3 separate regions of the Mus musculus genome follow, and regions 1 and 3 are each linked to region 2. The links are chromatin contacts, called in public HiChIP or PLAC-seq maps. All regions are on one chromosome and are shown on one strand. Each heading gives the region's core, a stretch centred on a gene start, on an enhancer-like site or on the middle of the called end of the contact. The rest is flanking DNA. Distances are from core to core; before and after follow the strand shown.

Evidence for each region. HiChIP or PLAC-seq counts read pairs in DNA pulled down with a chosen protein or histone mark.
Region 1: a contact with region 2 is called in an H3K27ac HiChIP or PLAC-seq map of thymic regulatory T cells, with 3 times the contacts expected there. The contact joins two enhancer-like sites. A contact is called at or near these places in 1 of 15 datasets of contacts at CTCF or cohesin (CD8 T cells), 10 of 484 Hi-C or Micro-C datasets (B cells, CD8 T cells, the N1E-115 cell line and 7 more), 12 of 115 datasets of contacts at active chromatin or transcription factors (CD8 T cells, Th17 cells, a colorectal cancer cell line and 7 more) and 1 of 9 other capture datasets (bone marrow-derived macrophages).
Region 3: a contact with region 2 is called in a BATF HiChIP or PLAC-seq map of CD8 T cells, with 14 read pairs. The contact joins two enhancer-like sites. A contact is called at or near these places in 1 of 15 datasets of contacts at CTCF or cohesin (CD8 T cells), 8 of 484 Hi-C or Micro-C datasets (CD8 T cells, Th1 cells, Th2 cells and 4 more) and 6 of 115 datasets of contacts at active chromatin or transcription factors (CD8 T cells, Th17 cells, regulatory T cells and 2 more).

What each region holds. Positions count from the first base shown.
Region 1 is chr8:34,613,844-34,616,543 of GRCm38.p6, forward strand. The region is part of intron 2 of B930018H19Rik (RIKEN cDNA B930018H19 gene); the gene reads right to left. All of the region lies in intron 2 of Gm34096 (a long non-coding RNA gene), which reads left to right. Among named protein-coding and RNA genes, the nearest start is that of Gm34096, 8.5 kb to the left of the region's middle. Within about 2 kb of position 1,353, at least 44 of the 459 cell types and tissues checked have an H3K27ac peak or open chromatin away from gene starts, as enhancers often do. A contact at or near this core is called in CD8 T cells, Th17 cells, a colorectal cancer cell line and 2 more, where this site is marked.
Region 2 is chr8:34,755,750-34,758,449 of GRCm38.p6, forward strand. No RefSeq gene overlaps it. Among named protein-coding and RNA genes, the nearest start is that of Dusp4, 51 kb to the right of the region's middle. Within about 2 kb of position 1,337, at least 27 of the 459 cell types and tissues checked have an H3K27ac peak or open chromatin away from gene starts, as enhancers often do. A contact at or near this core is called in CD8 T cells, Th1 cells, Th17 cells and 6 more, where this site is marked.
Region 3 is chr8:34,528,999-34,531,698 of GRCm38.p6, forward strand. No RefSeq gene overlaps it. Among named protein-coding and RNA genes, the nearest start is that of Gm33968, 9.9 kb to the left of the region's middle. Within about 2 kb of position 1,288, at least 60 of the 459 cell types and tissues checked have an H3K27ac peak or open chromatin away from gene starts, as enhancers often do. A contact at or near this core is called in CD8 T cells, Th1 cells, Th17 cells and 4 more, where this site is marked.

The sequences.
Region 1 (2,700 bases), core at 103-2,602, 140 kb before region 2:
AGCTGTTTGTTGATGGTGCCCCCCACCCCACCCTGTGAGCCCCATACAGGCACTACTAGAAAGGACAGCTTCAGGCAAGGGAGATCGCCATGACTTCTCAGGTTATAGAGAGATGAGAACACATTGTACATGATAAGCCGTTGAAAACACAACTGTTTTTCCGGGCCAAGTACCTAGGAACAAAAGGGTATCTCAAGCCACAGCCAGGGGCATTGGCAGCCTTTGTAGTAGCCGGAAGGATCCTGCCAACCACATAAGAGCCACTTCAGCCCAGCAGATCACACTAAAGTCCTCAGTGTGCCAGGAGCATGGGGCATGGAGTGAAATGGAGCTGGCAGTGCTCATGTACGTGATAATAGCATTAAAGGCAAAGGACATGGTCTCAGGGCCGTAGCTTTCTCCCTGCCAATCGCATTTAAAGGGTCTGCAGAAAAGGGAACTCAGCTGGGATTACTTTGTGGGGCAAGAGGAAACGCTTTGTACTAAGGACAGTGTCGGGCATTTGCTTTACGGCTGGATGGACATGTCAAGCAGCTGGCAGTCCTTGGAGCACATCCTTGCCACCGCCAAGTAGGAACTGCCATTCTCCATGGCTCAACCATGAGTCCTCTCTAAGCCAGGAGCCAAGACTGTGTGCTGACAGACACTAGCTAGAGGGCTCGGGCACGTGTCATAGCAAGCTCCATGGCTAGCAAGGGAGCAAGGCAGCATCAAAGCCCTGTGACTTTTCTGGAAGTGTGGCTATAGCACCTATATGCAGTTAACATTCAGAAAGGAAAAGGAAAAAAAAAAGTCAGGAAAGGAGTAAGGAGAAAAGACGAAATCAAACAACATTCTTGGCATTTTTCAAACATCTGTGAAATCCTCATCATTATTTCTGATGTCAGTGTGACTGGGTTTAATAACTCAAAGAGGTGTGGATTCCTTTTAGAAGCCACATGCAAATGTGGCCGAGCTGACTAATCGACACACATAGCTATCTCCTTAGCTTTAGCGTTTAGCATTTTGACTGAAAACTCTCTTTACACACTTGCAGGCCATGTGTTATTGCTATTAGTGTTTCTCAAAACAAGCTGGAGTCAACCTCTTACTGCAATTCCCATTTGTAGCAAACCATCCCAATCCTAAATAGAGCAAGCCGGGGGGTGAGGGCACAGCCTTGACCAGGAGGAGCAGAGTATGACAGTATCGAAAGCTTTAATAAATATTAAATCCTCTTTTCCCCTTTTTTTTCAATATCCCAGCAACTGCAGCCCAAGATGCAGCAGGTAACAGAGCTGCAGCTCCCCAGTGCTGCTCTCACCTGGCCCTCTGCACTGAACAGGAAGCCACAGACTCCACAGGGCCTCCCCAGCCTGTGGATATGCTGTTGCTCACAGGGCAATCAGCTGCCGAACATGAGGAACTTGGGGACTCTGCTGTCTGGTCATCTCCTCACCTGTGAATGCCTTTCACCCCTGGGAGTGATCCTTGGCTTGCTGTTCTCCCAAAGAGCTCTAAACACCCCCCCCCCCGTCTCACTGGCCAGCGGTAGGTCTCTCCAGAACCCATCTTACTGTAGGTCCAAATATACCATCCTAGTACTGCTTGTAAGATCTGTATCCCTCCAGCTCGAATTGCTATAACTAGGCTGGTTCCCAGCAGACATACAATCGTGCCTTGGTATTGGTATAGAGGGTGGAAGTGGGGGAGGGAGATTGATTCCAGGACATCCCACAGATACCCAAATCCCAGATGTTTTAGTCCTTTGTATATAATGGCATGCATTTTCACAGAGCCTACACACTTCCTCCATATACTTTAAATCATCTCTAGATTACTCACAATACCTAATACAAAATAATCCTTTGTAAATAGTTATTATACTGGGGAGACAGAACCTGTAGAGACCATCTCCAGTAGATAGGTATGCCCCCCCCCCAGTTAAAGAATAGGTCCACCCACCCATGTCAAGAAGTTTAACCCAGAATTGTTCCTATCTAAAGGAAATGCAGAGACAAAAAAAAAGAATAGAGCAGAGACTGAAGGAAAGGCCATTCTGAGACTGCCCCACCTAGGGATCCATCCCACCTGCAGACACCAAACCCCAGTAGTATTGCTGATGCCAAGAAGTGCTTGCTGACTGGAGCCTCATACAGCTGTCCCCTGAGAGGCTCTGCCAGCATCTGACAAAAACAGATGCAGATACTCACAGCCAACCATCGAACTGAGCCCAGGGAACCCAATGGAGGAGTTAGGGTAAGGACTGAAGAAGCTGAAGGGGATGTGCAACCTCACAGGAAGAATAACAATATCAACCAACCAGACACCTCAAAGCTCCCAGGAACTAAACCACCAACCAAAGAGAGCACACGGAGGGACCCATGGCTCCAGCTACATATGTAGCAGAGGATGGTCTTATCTGGCATCAGTGGGAGGGGAGGCGTTTGCTCCTATGGAGGCTCGATGCCCCAGCATAGGGGGATGCTAGAATGGTGAGGCAGAAAATGGGGGAAGAGCATCTTCATAGAGAGGGGAGGAGGGATGGGATAGGGGGGTTGCTGAGGGGAAATGGAGAAGGAGGGCAACATTTGAAATGTAAATAAATAAAATAACCAATAAAAAATAGTTATTTTACTGTATTACGTAGGGGATGATGACAAAAAATAAAGGTGTGTACCTGTCTGCACAGATCCTACCATTGTATGAACTCTATAGTGC
Region 2 (2,700 bases), core at 87-2,586:
GATGATCATCACCATCTCAAAAAAGTCCCTGGGCCCTATAGGCAAGAGTGGTGACATTTGGCCTGTCTAGAAAACATGCAAAGTAGCTGTGGACTTCATCTTTAAGAAGTTAGCAGCAATGGAAAAACAAAAGTCTGAGTGAAGGAATACAGCTTGGTGGTAATACATTGTCTAGCACTCATGAGGCCCTGGCTGCAGACCCCAGTACTGGTGGGGGGGGGGAGAAAAAGAAAGAGGAGGGAGGGGGAGAGAGAAGCCAAGCATCCACCCCTTGAGAAGCTAATCAAAGCTGGTGAGCTGTTGGCAAGCCTACCTGAAGGCATAGGTCTCAGGGATATAAGGTCAATGCCTTTGTTTTGGGGGTATGTTGGATTGGGAATGCTTATGGAGGACTGAATTAAAACCAGCAGTTAATGCTGAGATAACATTTTGGGTTTGAAAATAAATGTGTGAGAGAGTTATATTAAAATGAATGGTCATTGGATCTTGAAAATAAATGAAGCTACCTAGGCTGGATTCTAGATAATTGAGACGGAAGTGGCTAAGGATGATGTGACAATTGTCAAAACTACTTAGAACCTTGGGCCTTTTCTTTAGTGCTGTTGTAAAAGAAACTGAGAAAAACAAAGAGGAACGTCAGGTGCACATCCTTGGGTTTCATTTTGGTCACTGGTGACTCAAACATGCCAACCTTACCGTAGCTGTGTGACATAAAAAACTGAGATTACTTGACTTTAGAATCAGACTGACCAAATTTGAATCCCAACACTGGAATCTCCTAAACGACTGTAACTTGGGCTTTAATATCTCCATGCAATATAACATATTGATGTCCTCAAGAAGAGGCCACTGTTAAACTAGATAGGGCATGATGATCATGATTCTAAGAAGAAGGCAGTTAGGGGCTCAGTGAAGACCCATATCCTTTGCCGAAGTGGAGAGAGACTGCTAGGAGCAGATGCCCAACCAGTGTCTCCAGCTCCCTTGTGCTTTGATGGCCAGGTACTGGAACCGTGGTGAGGAGAGTCTGTGCCAAAGGCTCTCGGATCTCCTTTAAGTTGGCTGCACAGAAGCCTGGCATGCAGCCCTCTTCCATGACTTCTCTCACCCTCTCCTTCCAGCTAGGCAGAGTGGAGGTGACCTTGAAGGTCATCCCAGAAATCAGGAACTGGATGACAGAAGTAACAGAACCAGGATCCAAGAACCATCCACAGAAGGGGCTCAGACTGCTAAGCAACTCTGAAAGATTCATCTTCTTCCTAAGACTTCCTCCAGAAGGCAAAGAAGTTGATAGGGCTAAGGTTAGACAGGATAGACTGTCTACACCACAGGACATACTGACTCACCGCTGTAAGACACCACTGGAGACAGGAAGCTGGAGTCTACATAAATGAGGCTAGCAAGGAATTGCCAATGGGGTATGTCAAGTTGTGTCATTTTTCAGTTTTTAAATGACTTCCACTGTGACAGCATAAGCTTTGTTCAAAATCTTAACAAGTCTGACACATACATACAAGCGCTCTCTCTCTCTCTCTCTCTCTCTCTCTCTCTCTCTCTCTCTCTCTCTCTCTCTCTTTGTGTGTGTGTGTCACACAGACACACACACACACACACACACACATACACACACAAACAAAGTTGAAAGATCCACAGACCAGCCACAGTGGGAGCATCAAAGAGGAATGAGATTTTGTTCAAATTTTTTAAACTAATGATACATGTCTCAACTGCAAAAGCAAGATGTGGTGCTTTGAATGAGAATGGCCTCCAAAGGTCACATGTTTGAAGAGGCACTGCCCAGTAGATGGAATTGCTTGAGATGGATTAGGTGATGTGAAGAAGACAGGATACCGGTTTTCCCACCCTGAAGTCTGGAAGTGGATTTTGTTAAGGACCTGGTGACCTTTTTGGTATCTGTGGAGGCAGACCTCACCCGCCTTTTGCTCTAGAGGCAGATCTCACCTAAGTCACCAAGAATGTCTACCCCAGACTCTCTGTCCCTCCTTAGCTCCCAGTTAAACCCATACTTTGTAGACATGCCATAATATTTTGTAGCCTGCTGATCTTTATGCTATTGAGTCAAGAGATCATGCTAGCTTCTAAGCCTACTAGCTATAAATCTCACTTTCATGGTCACATGTACTTTGTAAAGGAGTCTCTGTGTAGCCACACATTCAGCTTTATTGTGCACCGGGAATGGGAACTTTCCCCCAAATTGTACTGCCGTTTAAATATGCTGACAATGAGCAGCCTGGCATTAGACTCCCCGAAGTCTAATCAATCTCAACTGGGTTTTCATTCTCATCTCTTCAAAGATCACTGCCTGCATGGATACCTGCAGGATCCCCCTCAGAGCAGATGTATCAGTGGTGGTGGGCTTTGAGGTTTCAAATGACTTGAACTATTATTCCCAGTGTGCTCTGTGTGTGTCTCCTGCTTGTGGATCCAGATGTGAGCTTCCAGCTTCTCCCAGTACCATGCCTTTGCTCTGCCATCATGGCTTCTTACCTTGTGAAACCATGAGCCCAGTTAAACATTTTCTTTTATAAGATGCCTCGGTTGTGGGGCTGGAGAGATGGAGTTAAGAGCACGGACTGCTCTTCCGAAGGTCCTGAGTTCAAATCCCAGCAACCACATGGTGGTTCACAACCATCTGTAATGAGATCTGACACCCTCTTCTGGTGTGTCTAAAGACAGCTA
Region 3 (2,700 bases), core at 38-2,537, 230 kb before region 2:
GGAGAAGTAAAAGATCTGGCCCACACACCTTTCCCCAGAACCTTCAGAAGGAGCATGGGTTTGCTAGCCCCTGGATTTCAGACTTCCACTGTGAGAGTGTAAATTCCATTGGTCAAGACACGTGCTTTGGATACTTTTTATGATGTCCCTAGTGATGTATTTTGTAAAACCCTTTATGATGTGGTGGGAGGGGATGCCTTAGCGGGCCCATTTGAGTGAGGTGTCAGCTATATGACAGTCTAGTATAAGATGAAGTTTATTTGGGTACATGAGAAAGAGGGAGTGGGGGTGAGAAGAGAGTAGAGGCAGAGAGAGGGGAAGAAGAAGAAGAAGAAGAAGAAGAAGAAGAAGAAGAAGAAGAAGAAGAAGAAGAAGAAGAAGAAGAAGAAGAAGAGGAAGAGGAAGAGGAAGAGGAAGAGGAAGAGGAAGAGGAAGAGGAAGAAGAAAGAGGAGGAGGAGGAGGAGGAGAGAGAGAAAGAGGAAGAGAGAGGGAGGGAGAGAAAGACAGAGACAGAGAAAGAGACAGAGGAGAAAGGGAGAGAGGAGAGAAGAGGCAGGCTGTCAATAAGTGGAAAGATGTGGGCAGGGATGCCAGAGAGAGGCAGGAGGGGGTGGTCAGAGAGAGAGGCCAAACAGTCCTTTTAAGGCAAGCCAGGCTGTTGCTAGGTAACTGCTGGGCAGAACCTAGAAGAAATGCTAACCTGTGAACACCTAGGAGATCTATAAATGTACAGCAGAGCATGTTCTCCCCAAAGAGACCAGGGTAGGTAAGATTCAATGCAACAAAGACACTCGGATGAAGAGGACAATCATGCTTGCTGGAAAGAGGTGGGACCAGGCTAGGTGTTGCTTGACTAAGGATGGCTGTGAGCATCTGGTTCTGCAGGAAGATCTCCCCCCCCCACCTCTCAACCTTCCTAGTGCTGCGACCCTTTAATGCAGTTCCTCATGCTGTTGTGGCCCCCATCATAACATTATTTTCATTGCTACTTCATGACTGTAATTTGCTACTGTTATGAATTGTAATGTAAATATTTTGGAAATAGAAATTTGCTAAAGGCATTTTGACCCACAGGCTGACAACCACTGTCTTAGAGCCTCTAGCCAGCCTACCCCCGAAGAGCTTAGATAAACTAAGGGAAGGGAGCATTCACAGTTTCCCTTCTACTTCTTCAGATCAAGCTTGGTCACAAATCAAACGGCCAAATCTTTACACATTTGAAAGCTGAACTTTGATGGCCTTGTTTTCCTTCCCCGTCTGACTCAGAATGAGTCACAAGGAACCGTCATTCATTTCTCTGGTACTCAGGGAAGCCGGGCTCAGGGAGCAGGTTTCCTTTCTTGGTGAGAGTTGGGCTGAGCTTGGGTTCACTGCCTTTGCAGGTCCCATGAAAGTACTGAGAGCTGCACCCAGGACCCCTGTCTCACTCTGGCTGAAATCACAGTGGAGGACCCAAAGGACTCATGAACCAATCTACCAATTTCTTTTTAGCACCTCTGTCTCCTAAGATACCTGAGAAAACAGAGCACTGAACAGTCTTTAGCTCAAGTACGCTCATGTGTCATGGACCAAAGGAATCAAGGGTCTTACCTGAGCCAAAGTCTAGAGCATTTCTGAGGTTGAGACTAGTTTGGTCTACAGAGTGAGTTCCAGGACAGCTAGGGCTACAAAGAGAAACTCTGCCTCATAAGGAGGAGGGGAAGGAGGAGGAGGAGGAGGAAGGAAGGAAGGAAGGAAGGAAGGAAGGAAGGAAGGAAGGAAGAAAGGAAGAAAGGAAGAAAGGAAGAAAGGAAGAAAGGAAGAAAGGAAGAAGAAAGGAAGACAGACAAGACAGGTGCCAATAACAACAATGGTAATCACAAATGAAATTCAGCCTTGTAGTTTTGTCTCCCCAGTCATAAAACCCTTCACCAGTCTTTGTCGACATTAAGGATCATTATTCCCATTTTGAACAGAGAGGAGTCCATGTGGATATTGATAATTTGCTGCAAATCACAGTGATCACGTCCAGCCTCATTCCTAAGGCTCCCACATGCCCATTCAGGAACCCCTTCTCCAGCTGGGCCTAAGCGATGTGTCGGTCAGGCATGGTACTGTAGCAGCATAGAGCAGCCCAACATGGTCTCTTGCTAGAGGAAACTGCCTCTTTAGCGTGTTCCCAGGACAGATGGCCATTTTCCAATTTACCAGTTTTATGTTCACAATTTACTTTTTTTATGAGCGCTTTACTCCGAAATGAGCAAGAATCGTGTGGTCACATTACTTTTATAGCCAAGAATATTGGAAGACTGCAACAAAACCTCCATGGCCTCTGCCCACCTCCTCCCTGCCGAGTTTTTGGCAGCATGCACAGAATGCTGCATGTCAGAATGGAGTGTGTCAGAGCTGGGTCCGGGCTGTCTGAGCACTTCCTGCCTTTGTTTTCAACAAGCCACTTAGGTATGGACTCTGTCCTCTGCATGTCTTTCTGAGGCTTAAGTTCACAGTGGCTACTACCAATGCTTCTGTGTTCATGGTCAGGCTTCTACAGAATAGAAAGAGTGCCAGTGTTGGCTCCACCCACTTCAGCTGACACTTCAGGAGTCAGAATTGTAGGAAACTCAACCTGAATCCACTTAGGAGGTTGGAGGCAGCTGAGGACTCCTGCCGGGCAAGGATGGAGACTACTGGGAACTCTCTCAGTGCATGAAATATTCAGC